Linked DNA regions of Mus musculus: all the other regions are linked to region 3. The links are chromatin contacts, called in public ChIA-PET, Micro-C and promoter capture Hi-C maps. All regions are on one chromosome and are shown on one strand. Each heading gives the region's core, a stretch centred on a gene start, on an enhancer-like site or on the middle of the called end of the contact. The rest is flanking DNA. Distances are from core to core; before and after follow the strand shown.

Evidence for each region. Promoter capture Hi-C pulls out the DNA fragments that hold promoters and counts their contacts. Hi-C and Micro-C count contacts between places; a contact is called where the count stands out from the background. ChIA-PET counts read pairs in DNA pulled down with a chosen protein or histone mark.
Region 1: a Micro-C map of embryonic stem cells shows a contact between it and region 3, with 3 times the contacts expected there. The contact joins the promoter of Dlgap4 here to the promoter of Cnbd2 in region 3. A contact is called at or near these places in 3 of 39 promoter capture datasets (hippocampal neurons, liver and stem cell-derived epiblast-like cells), 1 of 484 Hi-C or Micro-C datasets (embryonic stem cells) and 1 of 115 datasets of contacts at active chromatin or transcription factors (embryonic stem cells).
Region 2: an RNA polymerase II ChIA-PET map of memory CD8 T cells shows a contact between it and region 3, with 11 read pairs. The contact joins the promoter of Uqcc1 here to the promoter of Cnbd2 in region 3. A contact is called at or near these places in 4 of 39 promoter capture datasets (the C10 cell line, liver and pre-B cells), 2 of 115 datasets of contacts at active chromatin or transcription factors (effector CD8 T cells and memory CD8 T cells) and 1 of 9 other capture datasets (adipose tissue).
Region 4: a contact with region 3 is called in a promoter capture Hi-C map of 3T3-L1-derived adipocytes, with 4 times the contacts expected there. The contact joins the promoter of BC029722 here to the promoter of Cnbd2 in region 3. A contact is called at or near these places in 21 of 39 promoter capture datasets (the 3T3-L1 cell line, 3T3-L1-derived adipocytes, the C10 cell line and 15 more), 1 of 484 Hi-C or Micro-C datasets (CD8 T cells), 7 of 115 datasets of contacts at active chromatin or transcription factors (bone marrow-derived macrophages, effector CD8 T cells, embryonic stem cells and 4 more) and 2 of 9 other capture datasets (adipose tissue and liver).

Annotation. Positions count from the first base shown.
Region 1 is chr2:156,612,135-156,615,165 of GRCm38.p6, reverse strand. It overlaps Dlgap4 (DLG associated protein 4), which reads right to left and starts at 1,469. Exons shown (of 13, transcript NM_146128.6): 1 at 1,308-1,469. Gm14169 (predicted gene 14169) reads left to right here and starts at 1,744. Exons shown (of 4, transcript NR_040372.1): 1 at 1,744-1,880; 2 at 1,970-2,221; 3 at 2,592-2,699.
Region 2 is chr2:155,928,923-155,931,905 of GRCm38.p6, reverse strand. Uqcc1 (ubiquinol-cytochrome c reductase complex assembly factor 1) reads left to right here and starts at 1,596. Exons shown (of 10, transcript NM_018888.4): 1 at 1,596-1,893. The coding sequence starts at 1,870.
Region 3 is chr2:156,311,039-156,314,045 of GRCm38.p6, reverse strand. Cnbd2 (cyclic nucleotide binding domain containing 2) reads right to left here and starts at 1,573. Exons shown (of 13, transcript NM_027585.2): 1 at 1,247-1,573. The coding sequence starts at 1,513. Scand1 (SCAN domain-containing 1) reads left to right here and starts at 1,342. Exons shown (of 2, transcript NM_020255.3): 1 at 1,342-1,544; 2 at 1,644-2,200. The coding sequence starts at 1,698. The coding sequence ends at 2,126.
Region 4 is chr2:155,817,910-155,821,002 of GRCm38.p6, reverse strand. It overlaps BC029722 (cDNA sequence BC029722), which reads left to right and starts at 1,771. Exons shown (of 2, transcript NM_001384169.1): 1 at 1,771-1,837; 2 at 1,920-3,093. The coding sequence starts at 1,923. The coding sequence ends at 2,078. Mmp24 (matrix metallopeptidase 24) reads right to left here. Exons shown (of 9, transcript NM_010808.4): 9 at 2,637-3,093. Eif6 (eukaryotic translation initiation factor 6) reads left to right here. Exons shown (of 6, transcript NM_010579.2): 6 at 892-1,166. The coding sequence ends at 901.

The DNA.
Region 1 (3,031 bases), core at 220-2,719, 300 kb before region 3:
CACAGACAGCATCGTCAGAAGCTACTGGGAACATACTCGGAGCTTGTTGAGCAGTCGCTGAAGCCCAGCTGAGGGGGAGGATGGCCCCCCAACCCGAGCCTCGGCTATCAGCCCGGAAGCCAGCTCTGCGGCCCCACCCAGTCCCGCTGTCCTTAACAGTCTGGCTCAGGCCCCTCGGACCACCCTTGGCCCAGGCAGCCCACAGTTTTCTATACCAGAGGAAGGGGAGAGAGGTAGCCACCTGAGGGAAGAATTCCACAGACTCCTCCAACAGGCATTCTGACATGGTCCTGTCTGGTGAAGCCACAGAGGCAGAGGGACCGGACCCTCCCCCACCGCACAGGAGGTGCCAAGAGTAGAGGCGGGGCAGTCCAGCCTCCTTAGGGCTGGGGACTGCAGCCCCCTCCCCCTCTGCATTTTCTACTTCCAAGCAGGTGGAGGTGCTGGGACATTCCCCCCCCCCCCATCAGCACAGTCCTCCAAGCGTAAGGTTCCCCATCCTTTGGGTATCTCCGCCACAACTGGCCTTCACCCACCCACCTACCCACCACCCTTCCCCCATTTCATTTTCCCCCACAACATCAACAGTCGGTGACAGCCCTTTCCGCAACACAGGCAGCATAGAAGAACGCGAGAAAGGAGATGGATGAAGGGCTGGATGGGGAATCCGACAAGGCAAGCTCTGCCCAAGGAGGCCCAGGGACCATCACTTGCCCAGGTAGCACATGTCCCCTCCCAGCAGGCCCTGCACATCTGGACCCAGCTGGCCTCCGCAGCCACCTGGTCTATCCTCCACCCGCTCTGTACGCGAACCCCCGTTCCCGCGGGGCGCCGCACGTGGGGGCCTCCCGTGGCCATGTGAGCGGCCCCCCCACAGCCCAGGTGCCAGGGTCGCTCGGCCCCTCCCGGGCAGACGAGCGCTCCGGGGGCGATGCGGCGCGGGGTCGCCCGCCCCCTCCCCGGATGCCCGGTCCCGGGGAGATCCCGGGAAGGGAGTACGAGCGTGCGGCAGGCTGAAGGCAAGGAAGCCCCGGCCGCCCGGACACGCGGCTGGGAGGGGGCTGCCGCTGCCAGCCGCCTGCGGATGGAGGGCCGGGAACCGCTCCTGCGCCCCGGCCAGGGAAGGGCCGACAGCATCGGAGGGGCCGGCCCGCGTCGGTCCCCAGGCCCGGGCGCCACTGCCCGTCAGAGGATCCGGGAGACCCCGTCGCTGAGCGCATCTGTCCCGGGGTCTGCCCGCGGCTGGGGGCTGCCCCCGATCTAGCCTCGGAGGAGGGTCTTGACGCGTGCCACCCCCGCGCGCTCACCTGCGCCCTGCGCTCGACCGCCTCGGTCCACTCGGCCTCTGCGCTGCGCCCGCTCCGCTCGCTCGCTCGTTCCGCTCGCTCTAAGCTTCGCTCGCCTAGGCCCCGGCCCCGGCCCCGGCCCGCGGGCGCCCCATGCCTCTCCTCCGGCCGGCGCGGCGCCCCAGATGCGGCTGCGGGAGGAGGAGCCGCGCGGCCCCGGCTCCCCGAGAGCGGCGGGGAGGGGGCGGGGGGCGGGGAGACGCGCGCGGGGGAGGGGGCCGCGCGGCTGCGCCCAAAACCAGGCGCGGATCAGGCCGGGGGCCCGGGGCTGCGGGGGACCGCGGGGGCCGCTCGGGGCCCGGCGCGCCACCCCCGCCGCCCGCCCGGGGAAGGGAAGGGGAGGGGAGGGGCACCGCGGCTGCGGACGCTGGGTGTGTAGCGGAAAGAGCGCTTGGGAATCTGCGACCGATCGTCCAGAGAGGGCAGACTACCGGAGCGAGGTTACACAGCGCTGGCCGCGGTGGCGCGCGAACTTGGAAACCTGGGTTATTGAGTGGGTCGGCAGGAAGGTGTTTTGGCTGCGTTCACTGTGGGGTAGGAAAACTGAGGCACGGGAAAGATGCGGCTGGTCTGGGTCTCGCTGCGGGAGTCAGGCTTCTTCTCACCCCTCTTTCTCCCGTTAGGGTTCTTGCCTCTAGGATCGGGTGCCCCCTCCCGGTGACCCGCTTCCTGGAGAACCCTTGTTTTGGGCAGCAGTACCTGGCTGGCTAACGCATCTCTGGAATTCGTGGCCGGGCACCTGTCCTCCCTCTCACGGGGGCTCTGTGATCACGGACCATAGTCCGTGCTTCTCCCTGAGCTCGTTTTTCTACCCGCACAATCGGGACCACATAAGCATCTACCTCCTTAAGAAACCGAAGAGATAAAGAATAGAGGTAAGCTCTTCGTACTGGATCATGGCATTCAATAGGTGTCAAATGGATGTGCCTCCTCCCCTGGCTCCCACACAGCTGTCCCTGGAGAATACTAGGTATGCAACTGAGGCTCCTCCAGGCCTCTTTCTTCTCTTCCACTGCCTGCCCACCCTCCTCACATCTCTACCCCACTATTCTAGTCCTAGCCTCTCCTCTTGCCTGAGCCTGCAATGCCCTCCCACCATCTCTCAGTGACAAACTCCTACTCATCCCTCAAGACCCAGAGCAATTTCATGTACCAGCTTCTCACACTACTGGCCCACCCATGCCTCCCTTCAAAAAAAAAAAAAAAAAAAAAAAAAAAAAACAACCAACCTTCCCTTTCTCCCAGGGTTTGTGCTGTTTGGACTCCCACCAACTACAGCTACTGGCCCAGAGGAGATCTGCCATGACCCATGCTGCAGGAATTGGCTTCCTGGCTAAGATAGGCAGAGGAAAGGTCAGTTTGGAGTCCTAGAGGAGGGTGAAGGGCAGGAGAGGAGGGACTGTAGGTTCAGGCAGCTGTCACTGGAGAGGAACAAGGTCCCTTCCCTTGGGTAGCTAAGAAGACCTCTATGGATTCGGAAGCCTCTGGCAGGGCTGAACAGTGGCCTTGCACTGTGTAGCTGGCTAAAATGAGCAGGTGTCGACCGGCCTCAGAAAAGGGTTTCAGGGCCTTGTTCACCGAGGCTTTACAGCAGCACTGACTATAAGTGAAAAGCTGATCACAGTCTAAACAGCCGTTTGTCTGGAGCCGGGTAAAACAGTGACCACAGAAGGCTGTCCCCATGC
Region 2 (2,983 bases), core at 347-2,846, 380 kb after region 3:
GAGTACACTGTACTTGTCTTCAAAGCACCAGAAGAGGGCATCAGATTCCATTACAGATGGTTGTGAGCTACCACATGTTTACTGGGAATTCAACTCAGGCAGTCAGTGCTCCTAACCACTGAGCCATCTTTCTAGCCCAGAGCATGTTTTTTTTTTTTTTTTTTTTTTTCTTTTCTTTTTTTTAGGCAGAACCCATTTCCTGGCATTTCCTCAGCAGCTGCAGGGGTCCCTCACATAAGCAAGCAGTTTAACAGAAGCTGGGGTAAGCAGTTAGCTGGAGGGGGAGGTTGGCACAAGCAGGAGCCAAGACAGGTTAACTAGGGCATCCTGACCTTGGGTTCCTAGAATAGAGTTGGGTAATTTCCCACAGGAGTCTCCATCAAGGAGATCAAATTCTAATTAAACCTGAAATGGCCTCAGCAAGAATACAAGACGGAGGAATTGCTCCATTGTCTTACTCTGTCACAAGGTTAATTTAGTCATTTCACACGCAAACATTTAAAAACCAGAAACTCGATAAATATACAGAATTTTGCCAGGTGTGGTAGCAGTTGGGAGACAGAGGCAAACCAAACCAAACCAAACCAAAATTGAGAGGCTGGACATAGTATCATAGGCACTCAGGAGATGAATGCATTTCAAGGCTAGCCTCAGCTACATAGAGCCTGAGGTCAGCCTGGGCTACATCAAATTTTATTTAAAAGGGAGAAAGAAGGGGGCAAAAGATCACCCTGAATCCCACTTTACCTCTCAGTTTCTCCTATAGGCTTTATCCTGCTAAGCTGGCCAAGTAATCACCCATATTGTTTTTATTAGCTATTTATTGTTTCCTTCATATCAGGTGTTTTTTTGTTTGGTTGGTTTTTTTGTTTTTGTTTTTTTACGAGTTGTCTGCCCAGACCTACGCTACCGGTACTTGCCCCACTAACTCACAAGCTCCTCAGCGTTGTCCACACCTTTTTGGTATCCAGTGCAGGCTAAATGAACACTGAATACTCAGTAGGTCTTTATTGACTGGTGGACAGGAAGTGCTTCAGCCTCTAAGCTCTGGCTCCTGGTCAGTCACTGAAGCAGCAATGTCTTCTCTTGTCCACTTCTCATGGGATGTAAGCGTTCTTTGACTGAGACAATCTACTTGCCCATTGCCACAGACAACTCCTCGCATCCTTCTTTCTCCTCAATTACTAATTTTGCTTTGTTTGTTTGTTTGTTTTGTTTTGGAGCCAAGGGTTTCTCCTGGCTGTCCTGGAACTCACTCTGTGGACAAGGCTGTCTTCTAACTCAGAGATCAGCCTGTCTGTGCCTCTTGAGTACTGGGGTTAAAGGCGTGTGCCACAATGCTTGGCCTTCCTTTACTAAGTCTTTCCTATCAGTCAGTATTCAAAGATGTGTTACAGCCAAGCACGAGCCTCAAGCTCCTCTTCTGTCGAGCGTCAGGTCAGTACTTGACCACCTCCTTTTCTGGCTTTCCAGGACTGTGCCCTTAGGTTCTCAGACTCCCAGGCCTCTTTTTTAACTATTGGGAAGTCTGAGCCTTGTGGTCTCCTGGGGGCGGAGTCAGGAAAGAAATGGCTGTTAGGGGTTAACGGAAGGATGAGAGGGATGTGAGAGGCCAGGCCGGGGTGTGTGTAGAGGAAGAACGTGAGCCCTTGTGACGCGCAGCAGCGACTTAAGACCGGCGAGGAGTCTCGCGTCCTGGAACCTCATTCAGATCCACGGCAGGAAAACCGCGGGTGCGCAGTTGCGAAAACTACGCCTGCGCCGCCTCCAGAGCCTGACTACCTTTAGCAAGGGGACAGCGGCTGAGTGGGTGGTGACAATCGGGATTCCGGAAGCCCACCTTTCACCCGGAAATGATTGTGGAGGAACATGGCGTTGCTGGTGCGAGTCCTTGTGAGTGCAGGAGTACTTTTCTAGAGACGCACGCGCGTCTCCAGGTTGGGCTTGGAGAGGGCGGGGCGGGAGGAGCTGGGGAGAAATGGGGGAGCCTGTGCTGTAGCTCCTTTGCGTGGTCGCCTTTCCCCAGGGAAACTGAAGCACCTTTCCACTTCTCCTTACCCCTGTTTTGGCCTTGACTCCACCTTTTTAGAAGGTAGTGGCCTCGGATCTTTATGTAATGAGGATCGTTCTTCAGGATAAAAACACGTGGGGCACTGACTGGAATAGGGGGTTGCGGGGAAGACCGGGGGAGGTGGGTCCAGTCCATGACTGTCACTGTGCAGTGTGACCTTGAGTAAGATACTGGATGGTCCCTGGTCCATGTGAAAAATAAGGACATTTCTCTGTTACAGGCCCCTTTGGATTCTGAGGTTTAGTTTGTTGTAGAAACTTTAAATGAATTTTTACTTGTATAGTTCAGTGGAATGCACAAGTTATTAGAGCAAAAGCTGCAGGAGAAACTGCCCCGTGGCTTTCTCTTTGCCCAGCGTATTTGGCCCAACCTAACACTTGTTGAATGAAGGAAGGAAAGACTTCTAGACTGGTTCTAAGTCTCGTGGGGAGCTCTGTTCAATTCCCACCTGAGATTTGGTCTTAAATCCTCTGGTCTTAAATCCTCTTTAGAGTCACTACTGACTTCTAGGACGGGTTAAGAAAATGACAGAGTGGAATTGGTCCCTACTCATGAAGACATGGGCAGTTTGTAATTTAAGTCAGGCATTTACAGAACTTGGTCAAGGGCACTGTTTTACATAGCAGACATTACTCCTGCCTCTGGCTGTCTTTTGCGTTGTCCATGTGTTTTGCATCAGTTCACTCTGCATTCTACTTAGATTCCTTGCCATCCTGGCAGACTGCTTCTTCAGTTGCTGCTCAAGAGGTTTTGTTTGAGAGGCATGTGCCTGTTACCCAGAGAGTGGTTCATTTGCTGGAGTAATTACAGATGCTAACTAAGGCAGAAGTGGAATTGAGCTCTGAGGGTGACTGGGGAAAATGGTCACTGGCCTGTTGTAAATTATTTATGTGTGCACATGTGCAGCGGCTC
Region 3 (3,007 bases), core at 324-2,823:
TTGTCCGGAGGAGGATAGAAGCCTAGAACTTCGTGGGCTGCCCAGAGCTGTGGACTCACAATGCTTGGGTACCACGCTCATCTCATCCCATCATCCCAAGCATCCTTACCAACCGCTCCATCTCCCTAGCTCTGAAAGCTCTGTCTTTTCCAGAGCTTGATTTACTCCACCTGACAACTGTGAGGCAGGCACTATTTATTGCTGGGGGTGTTAAAGCAAAGAAAAGATGTTTCCTGACACCTGATTCCGACACTCTAGACAGCAGCTAGTCAACAAAGATATACTATAAACTGTATGTGTAATTTAAAAATTTCAAAGTAGTTGTATTTTAAAAGTAAAAAGACACAGGTAAAATTTAATAATATAGTTTATTTGACCCCCATATATACAAAATTACATAACATACTCAAATATGTAATAAATACAAAATATTTTTCTTTTCCTACAGACACATGCGTAATTCTACATTTTAATACATCTCAATTTCGGGGTATTTACCTTTCAAAGATTCAGTAAATACAAGAAGCTAATGGCCACCATCTGGGACATCGTTAATTACAGTTTACTTATTAAACTTTTTTCAAAGATGTATTTACTTATTTTATGTATTCACCGCTGTTCTTTTCAGACACACCAGAAGAGGGCATCAGAGCCCATTGTAGATGTAAGCCACCATGTGGTTGCTGGGAATTGAACTCAGGACCTCTGGAAGAGGAGTCAGTGCTCTTAACTACTGAGCCATCTCTCCAGCCCCCCACTTATTAATCTTAAAGTTAAAGTAGTACCCACTGAATCTCTTTCTCTTGGTTTTCGAGGACAAGCAAAAACAATGACAAAGAAGCCCTGAGCACTTGTTTGGGGGCAGGAAAGTCTGAAGACTCTTGCCCAAATACTTTGTCCTTCTCAAAATAAAGTGAAATCAATTGCACCTATGCAGGCGACAGTATATGTGTGTGTGTGTGTGTGTGTGTGTGTGTGTGTGTGTGTGTGTGTGTGTGTGTTTAATGAGATTCTCAGCTCAATTTATAGCTCAGGAGGTGTCCTTTAGCTCTAGGATTACGGGCTTGAGAGATCTTTTTAAAAGTAATTGGAGCCCCTGTCCCGCTGTCCCACCCAGGGCATCCGCCCAAGCTCCGACAATCCCCTAGCCAACCATCACCCTCCTTTACCCAGGACTGTCAGCGCTACCCCCAGATCCTGCCTGGTCAAGTAGGGACCAGCATCTACCCTAGGAGGCGCAGGTCACCTGCACGCCAGGGCGGTCCTTCGGTTGGGGTGTCTCCGCCTTTATCTCCTTAATCGAGGCCGGACTCTCCTTGTCTTCCTCTGATCTGGAATCCGATCCCGACTCAGATTTCGACTCTGTCGTGTCCGACTTGTCCGCCGGCTCCAATGGGGACCTTGCAGTGCCGCCATCCTTAGTGTCAGTAGAGCTGATGTCTACGGACTTCCCCAGATCAAACTTCACGTGACTGGTAGAGGAGGCGGCTTCCGGATTCGCGGATCGGTTCATTTCCGGCCACCGAGGAGCTTCGCGGGTCGAGGTAAGCTGGGCTTGCCCGCAGCCTGTCCTGAGTCCGCGTCCCGCTGGGGTGCCCGGGCCCTGCCCTTCAGCGGCCCTCTGTTACCTCCTTCCGGTGCAGACGCAGGCGAGGCGCCGGACTGCGAAACAAAGGGGGACGCCAACAGCCGTAGTCATGGCGGCGCCGCAGCCCAGCCAGGACCCCCAAAGCCCCGCGGCGCCTCCCGAGCAGCAGGAAGGAGCCGGCGACTGTGCGGCCCCGTCGCCCGATTCCGGGAGCTCCCCGGCCCCGGAGCTCCCCGGCGCGCCCGCAGCTTTGAACACGGCGCCCTACGCTGACGCCGCCCTGCGGCCCGGAGCCTCTCGGCCCGGCCCCGAGACCTTTCGCCAGCGCTTCCGGCAGTTTCGCTACCAGGACGCGGCCGGGCCCCGGGAAGCCTTCCGGCAGCTGCGGGAGCTGTCCCGCCAGTGGCTGCGGCCGGACATCCGCACCAAGGAGCAGATCGTGGAGATGCTGGTGCAGGAGCAGCTGCAGGCCATTCTACCGGAGGCGGCCCGGGCTCGGCGGCTGCGGCGCCGCGCGGACGTGCGCATCACCGGCTGAGCGGCGGAGCCTGGGGCTCCCTGGACTGACACCCTACCCCTGAGTTAATAAAAGTTGAATTTTGACAGCTCCCATGTCTGCTGTGTCTTGCGTTCGTTCTTTATTTATTGGGTTTATTTTACGAACTTGTTGCCCACCTTTCCAGCTGATAGCTAGAGGATTCTGGGAACCTGTAAGATTAAGGCTTTTGATTAGCTATTCCTGGACCACTGCATTTGCGCGAAGCTGTGCCCTTAGGCAGGAAATCTACCTAGATCTAGACCACATTCAGTTTTTCTAAACCTGCATGAGTTTTGTTTTGCAAAAGGCCATGTTAATGAGGTTTCAGTTTTCTAGCCTTCTATTCTCCCCTCTGCCTCACACTATCTAGTATCCGAGCTTCAGCAGATGGCAGTACACAGCGGTTTCGAAGCTGAGCAGTAAAATAACTGGCCCTATTAAATGCTTTATTTAGTTGGTTGTTGTGACTCATACTTTAAACCTCAGCACTCAGGAAGCAGAGGCAGGAGGGTCTCTGAGGCCAGCCTGGTTTTTACATAGTGTGTTCCAGCCAGGGCTATGTAGACCCTCTCAAAAACAAACTCAAGCAACAGAACTGATATTGCCAAGGAAAGCGAACTCTCGTTTCACTTTATGCTTAAAGATCAGTAACTGGAATCAGTACAACTGGACAACAGTGTTTTCCCAGTAATCTTGTTGGAAATAGCCTCTTCTTCCAACGGTTACCTGGTAAGTTTTTTTTTTGAAAACAGCTTTTCTCAGTTTTTCTTTTGAGAAGTTGATGTGTACTTTACATAATTTCCACTTAACTTCTCCATCTCATATGACCTCTACTTTCACATTTGTTAGACACACACACAGAGTATCCAGTGTCCTGTGAC
Region 4 (3,093 bases), core at 522-3,021, 490 kb after region 3:
TGCTGTCAGAGCTGGTGAACAATTGAGAGCTTATGCACTGCAGGCAAATGCTGTCCTGTAGGGCTACACCCAGCCCAGCCTGAGAAGTTCTACAGCGTTTTATGTGCCAGGCGGTATTAACGTGATCAGAACACTCCCTGTCCTTTTAGACTTGGAAGAGAAGGAAAGACTGTTGTTTCCTTTGGGTTTTTTGACTTGTTTTGAGGTGTTCATGGATTTTACGGGGAAGATATCAGGTTGATATGGGAGACGGTCTAGTGGGTAAAACGCTCGCTGTACAAAGCAGTGAGGACTGACTTGGTTAAGATTCCCACACCACATAAAAGCTGAGCTTGGTGGCACATGTCTGTCATTCCAGCGTTGGGCTCATTGGCTGTCCACCTAGCAGCCATGGTGAGCTCCAGGCTCAGTGAGAGACCCTGACTCAAAAAGGAAAGTGAAGAAGCAGCCGAGGAAAGAGCTGACACGAGCCTGTGCATGCTGCACACAGTGAGCACCTCGGTTTCAGTATCATGAATGATTACTTCCTCCAATACCAGTGATCCACTTAATCCTTAGAGAGAGCACGTCTGTTTTTCAGTCTAGTATTTGTGACTTTTTGTATCAGCAGTAATGAAGAGTTCTGGAAAAGGAAGGCAGTTTTGGCCTTGGCCTGGTCTCTGAGAGGCTTGGTCTGGGCACATCCTGCTCTCACTGACTTTTCCTTGCTCCTGTCTCAAACGTGGGGAGTTTTAGGCTTGATCTTACACAGGATATAGTCAGTCTGGAACCCTGGAACAGGTGGGGTTCCAAGTGTGGCTTTTCAAGGACTGAACTAGAACAGGTCTAGGGTGGGGCCACGTGTACCTTGTAAAACAGCTCCTGATATGTAATCCATTCCTCTCTCTGCAGCCTCACATGAGTCACCGTCCATGCTGCCGTGTGGGCTCCTGCCTCTGGACTTTGGCTCATTTTCCATGCCTGAGCTAGTCTGTACCAGATGCTGGCAGTGGGGCATGGCAGAGCTCGGTAGAGCTGAATTGATTGCCCAACCCTTCACCTGTGCCATCTCTTGACAATTGTTACTGGAAAGCCTGCCCTGTCATGCTGGCTTTCAGTTCTTGTGGCTCTTGGATGAAAGTTCTGCTATCTTGTGCCCCACCCCATTAAAGGACTGCCTCCCACCATCCTCAGTGTGCTGTGTGTGTGTGTGTGTGGCCTCAGTTTGCAACACCTCCTTCTACAGCAGTTCCTGGGTTGTGGGGAAGTTGGGTGGGATGACATGCAGTGTTTTCCCTCAACAGGATGGGAGACCTGCAGGGGGTGGTGGAACACACCAGTAATCCCGGAGGCAGAGGGGATCTCCAGTTCATAGTCAGCCTGGCTACACACTGAGTTCTAGCACAGCTAGGGATACATAATGAGATCCCTCCCACCCCTCAAAGAAGAGATGAACAAGAGGAAGTAGTGCTGGCTTCTGGGTTCCATTTCAAGCCAGCTCCAGCCTCTCGGCCCTCCCTGGCCTCAGAATGAGACACCCAGCTCTTCTCCCTGCCAGGGCCTTTGTGAGGCCATAGGCACTCAGCTGCAGTGCATTCTGGTCCTGCCTGAATTTGAAGATGGGGTAGCCTCCTTGGGAAGCCAGGCCGCCTCCTGTGGCTCTAGCAGGGCCTTCTTCTAAGTGGGGCGGAGCCTTGGGCCCTGGGCGTGGTTGGCTAGTGGCCCTGCCTTTCCCGTGCTCACGGGGCCCGCCCCTGGCGTGCGAAGGCCTTCCTTCTCTGTCTCGGCTGCGTCATAACGCTGCTCCTCCCAGGCCAGACGGCTTCCGTGCAGCTCTGCTTTCACTTTACTGCCTGAGGTGAGGACACGCGCGGGTAGAGGGTGGTGATGGGTGGGGTGACACTTGCTCTGGCATGGTACCAAATGGGCTTCTATTACAGACCATGGGCGCTCTCCTGAGTGGTGGCCAGGATGGCCCGGAGCCCGCGCAGCCCCAGCCTCCAGCGCCGCAGGGTCCGCAGCAGCCTCAGCCGGAACCTGGCCCGTGGGGGCCACTGGACGACGTGCGCTTTCTAATCGCCTGCACGTCCTGGTACTGACCCGGCCACCCCTGGCCTTCATGCCCTCCTGGGCCTGGCCTGGCTTTTATCTCCTCACCCTGTGATTTCCTGTCTTACTCCCTCTGGGCAGAGATTCAAGAAAGATCGCGGAGACTGAAAGTCCCTCAGGGCCACCTCAGAGAATTGCACCTCAGCTTCAGACTTGACAGACCCCCGAACCAGCTCATTCCCACGCCCCCTTTCAGCTCTGTCCTTGGGCTGATTTCCTTAAGAGGAAGAGCCAGGATCAGATGAGGCGTCCTGGCAGGCTCTTGATGCTGTTGAATCCTGGTTTCCCCCTCGCTAGAACTGAGCTGCTGCCTGGCCATAGCCCCATGTGCCCTGTCTCCAGAGAAGTCTTGCCACAATGACCCTCCCGTACTCCTGAGGTTCCTGGGTGACGGGTTGGGGTGGGGTGGGGAGGACAGGACATTGATTGCTGGTTAGAAGATGCACGAGGCAACTGCAGAAGTACACTCCCAGGGTACCCTTTTCTCCCTGAAACTTCTTACGGGCACACATATGCCCTGGTCTTTGTTCCCATACCCCAGGGGAAAAAACACTGTATTTCTGTTTTATTTAGAAATGATTTAAAAAACATTGTACAAAGGCTGATCAGTTTAAAATGTGACCGACACTGAGATGCTGTGATGTCACCCAGGCCGAGGGGAAGCTGAGCTCTGGGGGCTCTAGTACTTTGCCCCTCTGACTGCTCTGACCTGGGCTGATGGACAAACAGATGACCGCAGGCAGAAGAATCCAAGATTGGAAGCCTCTAGGCTGAGCCCTCTCTGGGCCCGGCCCTGTGTCCCTCACATCTGCAGCCTGGGCTGCCTGCCTCCATCCCCTGCTCTTTCGCAACTGGCCTTGGAATGCCAGGAGCCAACAGGGAGCCTGCGGGGCCTAGAGCTTTCAAGAAGTGAGCACCAACCTGAGGAGAGGGACCAGGGGACTGGGGGAGGGAGGCCCAGAGGAGAGGACTAGAAGAGACAGTTTTCTCGGACCCTGGAAGGGC